2 separate regions of the Mustela erminea genome follow, and region 1 is linked to region 2. The links are chromatin contacts, called in public Hi-C maps. All regions are on one chromosome and are shown on one strand. Each heading gives the region's core, a stretch centred on a gene start, on an enhancer-like site or on the middle of the called end of the contact. The rest is flanking DNA. Distances are from core to core; before and after follow the strand shown.

What was found. A called contact is a pair of places that touch in the nucleus more often than the background predicts.
Region 1: a contact with region 2 is called in a Hi-C map of fibroblasts, with 3 times the contacts expected there. The contact joins the promoter of N4BP1 here to the promoter of LONP2 in region 2. A contact is called at or near these places in 2 of 3 Hi-C or Micro-C datasets (fibroblasts and spleen).

The regions. Positions count from the first base shown.
Region 1 is chr19:26,825,542-26,829,278 of mMusErm1.Pri, forward strand. N4BP1 (NEDD4-binding protein 1) reads right to left here and starts at 2,143. Exons shown (of 6, transcript XM_032323202.1): 1 at 1,921-2,143. The coding sequence starts at 2,118.
Region 2 is chr19:26,517,079-26,520,595 of mMusErm1.Pri, forward strand. LONP2 (lon protease homolog 2, peroxisomal) reads left to right here and starts at 2,194. Exons shown (of 15, transcript XM_032326514.1): 1 at 2,194-2,546. The coding sequence starts at 2,314. The region is part of intron 1 of ABCC11 (ATP-binding cassette sub-family C member 11); the gene reads right to left.

The DNA.
Region 1 (3,737 bases), core at 893-3,392, 310 kb after region 2:
AACAGCCCTTGGGAGGGTCTGGCAGACTATGCCAGCTTTTCTGCAGAGCAAAAGAAGCACTTTCCACACTTGGAATGAACACTGAATAAAACTGAACTGCGAAGCAGAAGTAAAAGCAGTGGGACTAGGCAGAAGACAGCAGAGTTAAGCTTGAGAGTTGGGAAAATAAGGTGGGACTGGATTAGTAAATGTTTTATAACTCTCCAGAGGAGGAGTTTAGAATGAATGAGATAGCCAGCAGGACTTCCCAGTAGTTCCCAGGGAAGGAAAATGATTTTCTGTGGGAGGATCAGTTAAATGCAAGTTGTACTAGAGAGGGAGGGAAAGGAGGAGGAATGGAGTGAGGGCCACGAACTAAGGGAGGGGCGCATACTTCTCAAGAAAGCAGGTCTGAACTGCAGCAGAGGCAATGGAAGGAGAGGAATGACTGCATCTAAGATATTTTCAGAAGCACTGACAGGACTTAGTTACATCAAACCTTTTAGCTCTGGGGAGTGGGAAGAAATTCAGTCGCCAGGGAGAAAAGAAGGAGGGGCCTAAGAAGTTAAAAATTAAAAGTTAGGGGGTGCCTGTCTGGCTCAATCCATAGAACGTGTGGTTCTTGATCTCAGGATCTTGATAAGTGGGCATGGAGCCCACCTTAAAAAATGAAAATTTTTTTAAAAACTTAGAAAATTTAAAGTTAGGAAAAATTAACTACAGCAAAGTAAAACTGATGGAACATCTACAATGTTTTAAGTTATGCTGTGGAGAAGAATCAGAGTCCTATCTCTTCTGAAGATATTAAAACAAACAGCACCCAGGCTTTTTTTTTTTTTTTCTTATCAAAGGGAGTCAGGAATTACAGCTTGTCCAATTCTCCAAGGACACTGTGAAATTTCTGAAGTCGGATGCCAAAAAAAGATCCATTTTCTTCCCGGCCAGAGGGCTCATCATTTGGGAGCCAGGTATCAAGAACAAGGGCTCTAAGTCTGAATCCTGGAGCCTCCACGCAATGGACGGCAAAACCTAGAGAAACTTGCATACCTGGGAAAGGGGGGTATGTGCTTTGTTACTGTTTCTTGGCTCGGGAAGGAAGGGCAATAGTTGAAGGTGCTGCGTAGGTATAAGCCTGAAACGCTGATTCTGAGAGAAGGTGAGTCACCACTTGCAGAGTTTCAGTTTCCCCAGCTGTTAATTTACAGAGAGGAAGATAATAAAATCCACCTCACTGGATTTTTTAAGAGCTGCATTAGATAATCCTTATGAAGTGTTTAGCATAACGTCTGATGTGCTATAACCATTAAATAAATGTTAGTTGAACATAATATCGACACAATGAATAATGTTCTTTTTAACACTATTATTAAACATCCCTATCTCTTCTTGATATTCTGTGCATTTTACCACTAGAATGGTTTTGTCAGATTCTCAAAAGGGACTGAAATCCCAAAAAGGTTCAGAACTACTGTACTGGAGACCTGGGAAGAGAAGGGTGGCTGATGTGGTCGTTAAGGAGGCTGTGGGCCCTGGTATCAGGCCCTGCGCACCGTCCTGAGGGTCGGGAGGGGAAAGATAACAGGCAACATTCGCAGCGCGAATCACCACCCCAGGCCAGTCACTGAGCTCTGCGCTTTACAAAAGCATCTACTCCAATCCTCGCGACAGCCCTCCGATGGAGGTGCTTTCGTCAGCGCCACTTTACAAATGGGGAAACTGAGGCGCCCCAGGACTGAACCGCTAGCCCAAGGTCACATGGCTCGAAAAGCTGAGAACGCAGGTCCGTGGGCTCTGGAGACTGCGCTCTTCACCACGTTCGCTGCGTCCCAGTACGAAGAGCAGGGAGGAAGGGGGTGGGGGCGCCCTGGGAGCTCGGCTGAGCCGAGGCCGCGGGGGCCGGGCCGCGGAAGGCGGGCGCGCGGGGGCGGCAGCGGGACTCACCTTGGCGCTGTGCACCGCCTCCTGCGCCCCGCGGAGCTGCAGCCAAATGCGCGCAGGCAGCGGTTCTTCGGCCCCGAGCGCGCCAAGCACCGCCAGGCTCACGCCAAACAGGCCCTCGATGCGGCCGCGGCTCCGCTCCAGCAGCGCCGCCTTCTCCGCGGGCGCCGTGAACTCGTCCAGCACCGCCCGGGCCGCCATGGCGGGCGCGGCCTCCCGCGGCGGCGCCGGGGGCCGGCGGCGCCGACGCCCCCTCAGCGTGCTGCCGCTACACGGGAGCCCGTCAGGAGGCGTCGGCCCTCGCGGCCGCCTCGCCCCCGCCCGCGCCCCGCCGCCTTCCCGCAGGCCTAGCTACACCATCCCGGCACGGCCGCCGCAGCTTGGCAACTGAGGGCAGAGAACCCCTCCGCCCCTTCGCCGCCGCTGCCGCGGGCCGAGCCCCGCCGCCGCGCATGCGCCCGGCCTACTGCCGTCATTGATGCTCGCCGCCTCCGAGGGAAGGAGGGAGGGCGGAGGCGACGGAACTTGACGTCACGCACAGTAGCCATGTTTGTTGAGGGCAAGGCGACGGCTGCGGAGAGGGGCCTGGACGGCCTTCTTTGGTGAGGGCAGAACGCTTTTGGGCGTCTTGATGGATGGTGAATCTCTGGTTTTAAGGTTGGGGAAATTGAAGCTCTGAATCAACTGATAGGACTGACCCAGTATCACAAGAGATTTGGCTTGTCTTCCTACATCTTGAAGCCCAAATTAGGGCTCTAGCAATTGAAGTTTTCTAGCTTCTCAGTAATTGATAGGCAGATGGTCTTTCTCCATCTCTTCCTCTCTCCCTTCCCACCTCCCTCCCTACTTTCCTCCTCTCCTCTCCTCTCCTCCCCTCTCCTCCTTTCCCCTCCCCTCTCCTCCCCTTCCACCTTCTCTCCGTCCTTTCCACCCTTTCTCCATCCCTTCCAGATTCTCAATAATTGCTCGGCAGATTTCCTTCCTCCCACCCTCCCTCCCTTCTCTTTCACCCTCTCTCTCTCTCCCCACCCATCATCTTCCTTTACATTCTCTTCCTTCTTTTCTTTCCTATTGCTTTTTCGGTAAAAATGGTAACAAGAAGAGAAAAAAATGGGAATAATAAATATGGAGAATTGAAGAGCAAAGAAATGGTTAAAAAATTCAGAAGAGTGATTTCTTCTGGGAGGGAAGAAGGGGAATGTATCATAATAGAGGTATAAAAAGTAGGGGACTAAGGATGCATCTCTTTTTCTGTGGTACTTGAATAAATATGCCCTAACCCCACTCCAACTTTGTTTTCTCATCTATAAAATCATGGGTTTACTCAGTTATCTTTAAAGACGTTTCCAGATCTTACATTCTCTGAGTTCATAACGAGATTGTGGAAGATAAAATGTTGTTTTCCTTTCCGTGGGCTAAATGTCATGGATATAGTAGATAGATAGACAAGGATCATGGGAATATTACTTAACTTCTCTGTGTCTTAATTCCTGATTTGTGAAATGAGGGCAACAATAGTGCCTCCTGTGGTTGTGAAAATTACTGCACTACCTGGACATGGTAAATGATCACTAAGTATTAGCTATTACTATTGCTGAATTAGCAGTGCATTTAAGGTTCTATTTTCATGGAAAAGCTTTGTATGGATTATACAACCGTGCTGAACTTGTGGGCCTGGGAGCCCCCTCCATCGGTGTAGATTTCCCCTTAAGGAGAAAGAAGGGGATCTAAAGATGTTATAGTTGGAAATGCCAAAGGTAAACGGTCTTGGTAAGAGGGATTACCCAAGGTAAAACCTCTCAGGGATCCTGGCTGCTGGG
Region 2 (3,517 bases), core at 944-3,443:
GTCAATCTTTTTTTTTTTTCTTCTTTTTTTTTTTTTAATCTCTTTCTCTCCCCCAGAGTCTACCACAGGGTAGGGTGTATAATGTACATCCAGAGAAACGGTCCAGAGCTTGCTTACTGTATCCAGGATCTTCAGCTCAACTTTTCTCTAGGCCTGGTGGCTCGGGCCCCAGTCTAGGAGATAACCTTGACAACTGATTTTTCCTTCCTTCATCACATCCGATCCATCAGCATATTCTGTTGAAGCTACACTCCAATGTAGCTTGCAGTCTAAGTCCTCATTTTCTCTTGCCTGGACAACTGTCACCACCTCATAACTAGCTTCCTGGCCTCTGATCTTAAATCATTACATTGCCTTCTCCACACAGCCGCCACAATGATCTCTTAAAACTTAAACCAGAAACGTTATTCTGCACCTTGAAGCTGCTAGAGGCTTGCATCAGGCTTAGAGTAAAACGCTGACTTCTTACTAGACTCCTTACCCTACCTTTTTACCTCTTCCACACTCCTCTGTTATCTGACCATGGCACTACTCATATCTCAGCCAAACCACCATGCCCCACTTGCACTGAATTCCAGGAGTAGTTTCCTCAAATACCCAAAATTCATTCCAGCCACAAAGTCTTTACAATTGTCACTTCCTCCCCTGAGCTTTGCATTGCTACCTCTTCATGCGCAGGGCCCAGTTCAAATGTGATCTGTCCAGTGAACCCTTCTCTGACCGTCTAAAGGACTTCCCACCATCCAAAATTACTCTCCTTGCTTATTGTTTGTTTCCCTCTCTAGAAGTTCAGCTCCATGAAAGCAGTAACCTTGCCTGTCTTGTTCTCTGACAGTTACCCAGCACCTAAAATAATATCCAGTATATAGTAGGTATTCCAAAAATATTGCTTAGTGAGTGGTGGGATAATGTCAGAGAAAGAGCCTTCAGCAGGAGCATTCGAGTTCCTGCATCTCTATTTCCACCACTGCCTTATATACCTGCCTTCTCCTCTCCCTTATCTGCAGCATACACAGAAGCGCACAGTTCCACCTGCCCTGTATCAGACTCAACCGTCTACAGGGCTGTCCCCCTGGCCAAGAGATATGCAAGGGTAGGAGCTTGTCTTGTGTTATACTCTTTACCCCTTCACAATTAGCCCGGAGCCTTGTACTTAGCAGTCTCTTAATGACTGTTTGTTAATTTGAATGGACTCAACTCCTTCTTGGATTCCGAAAGCGTTGCTGGACTTTACAGGGAAAATTTTCCATCTTCAACCTATAGCCAAACCCAAGTCAAGTCTCAATGTGAACAAGCATTAATGGCCAAATCTAAAACATTTCAAGTGATAAAATACATATTATTGCGTTAAAACCCATAAAAAAATCCGTGAACCCTTAATAAAGTAAAAAAATTAAGTAAATAAATGAAGGAAATATGCAGCTTTTTCTTACAGAATTCCAGTAATAAATGTAGTATTAACTCCCTAGAATATATGTATTACTTATAAAAAGAAATATACCAGCTTACAGTAGGGAAATCCAGCAAATACCTCCTTTACCAAGTAATCAAGGGCAAAATCATCATTAATAATAAATTTCAACCATCATGTATCAGGAAGAAGGCCACATCTCTTCTGTATAGTCTTTCTGCCAAAAATGTATAATGTTATAATGTTCATCCCAAGAAAACTTCAGATAAACCCAAATTAAGGGATATTCTACAAAATAACGGGCCAATGTTCTTTAAAAGTACATATATATATATATATATGTATGTGTATGATTTAGGAGGCATCACAACTAAATATAAAGTAGGATCCTGGGCCAGAAAAAAAAGGACATTAGTGAGAAAACTGGCAAAATTTGTGCAAGGTCTATAGTTAGATAACAGGGATGTTAATTTCTGGTTTTTATCATTGAACTGTGGGAACTCCTTTTTGCAATATTTTTGTAAATCTAAAATCAGTTCGAATGAAAGGTAAAAACATTTCAAGTAGATTAAAATTTAAACATGGTCCTCTCTCCAGGACACAGTCCTGCGGCTGAGCCTCAGGGGAAAATGGAAAGGCAGACCTCGCGGAGGGTGAAAGGGCGCTCGTGCTGAAGTGCTCCTGTTCTCCTCCACTTAATGCACGCGCTCTGCGGGGCGGCTCCGGAAGGGGGCAGCGCGAAGCTGCGGAGTTTGAGCCCGGGGGCGGGCCGTAGAGCGGAGCCGGAAGCGCTAGCGCGCCGGCGCGCCAGTGGCTGGGAGCTTTAGTCGGGGCTCTAGAGGTCGCGTAGAGCTGTGGCTGCTGCTGTGTTAGACGGCTCCCCAGCGCGAACAGCTGTCACCATGTCGTCCGTGAGCCCCATCCAGATCCCCAGACGCCTCCCGCTGCTTCTCACCAACGAGGGCGTGCTCCTGCCCGGCTCCACCATGCGCACCAGCGTAGACTCGGCCCGCAACCTGCAGCTGGTGCGGAGCCGCCTGCTTAAGGGCACTTCGCTGCAGAGTACCATCCTGGGGGTGATCCCCAATACGCCCGACCCGGCCAGCGACGCGCAGGACCTGCCGCCGCTGCACAGGTAGGCCGGGCGGCCCCCGCGGCGGCGGCGGCGGCGGGCGGCGCGGCCTCCTCTCCGGACCCCGGCCCAGGCCAGGCCCGGCCTCGGGGCGTTGAGGCTCGAGGGGTGGCCTTCGTGGCTCAGTTCTGCCTCTTCAGCTACCTCCTTTGTGAAATGGGGGCGACAGATGTCTGTCTCGTGACTGTTAAGGGGCATAACTCATGAAGTAGTGAAAATTCCGCAGTTAGCTGGCGCTGTTCCTTTGATTTAAGTTCTAACCACCAACCCCCGCCCCCGCCCCGGGTCTTCAGTCTCCTGGCCCAGTTTCTGAATTTTCCAGGCGCCTCCTCTTTGTTTTCTTTTCTTCCCTTCCTCCAGCTTTCTGCCCTCTTAAGTGAGACACTTGCTATTCCACACGTTTTCTCTTTTTCCTGTGCCGTCCTAATCCGCACTACCCTTTTCATTAATTTTGGGGTGCCTGTCTTCCAAACTCCCTGCCTGCCCCTTCTCTTTTACCCTCCCTTCCTGCTCACGTATTCCCTTTCTGGAATTTTCTCATCTCCTCCTAGCTGCTCTTTCTCTCGTATGTTAACATTTCTTACACTGCAAGCTTACCACTAGATTGCCCTACACGATGGCCCTAGTTGTGTGTCTTTGGATGAGACACCCTGTGCCTATTGGAACCTAACAGTAACCATTTCTTGGGTATGTTAATTAAGTGTTAATTAATTAAGTGAAATAATCTTTGTGCTTGATCGTAGTCTAGTAGTGTAGCCACTAGTCACATGTGCCCGGTCCAAACTGAGTTGTTAGAGTGACCAACTGCCGGGGTTTCCCCAGAATTGAAGTAGTTATAGCTGTAGAAGTCCTGTTTCCCAGGAAACACTGTTAGTCCTAGATAAATCAGTGCAATTAGTCAGCCCAAACGTGCTGTAAGTATACAGCACACACTAGAAATTGAAGATTTAGTATGTAAAATGTTTTGCTGGTTA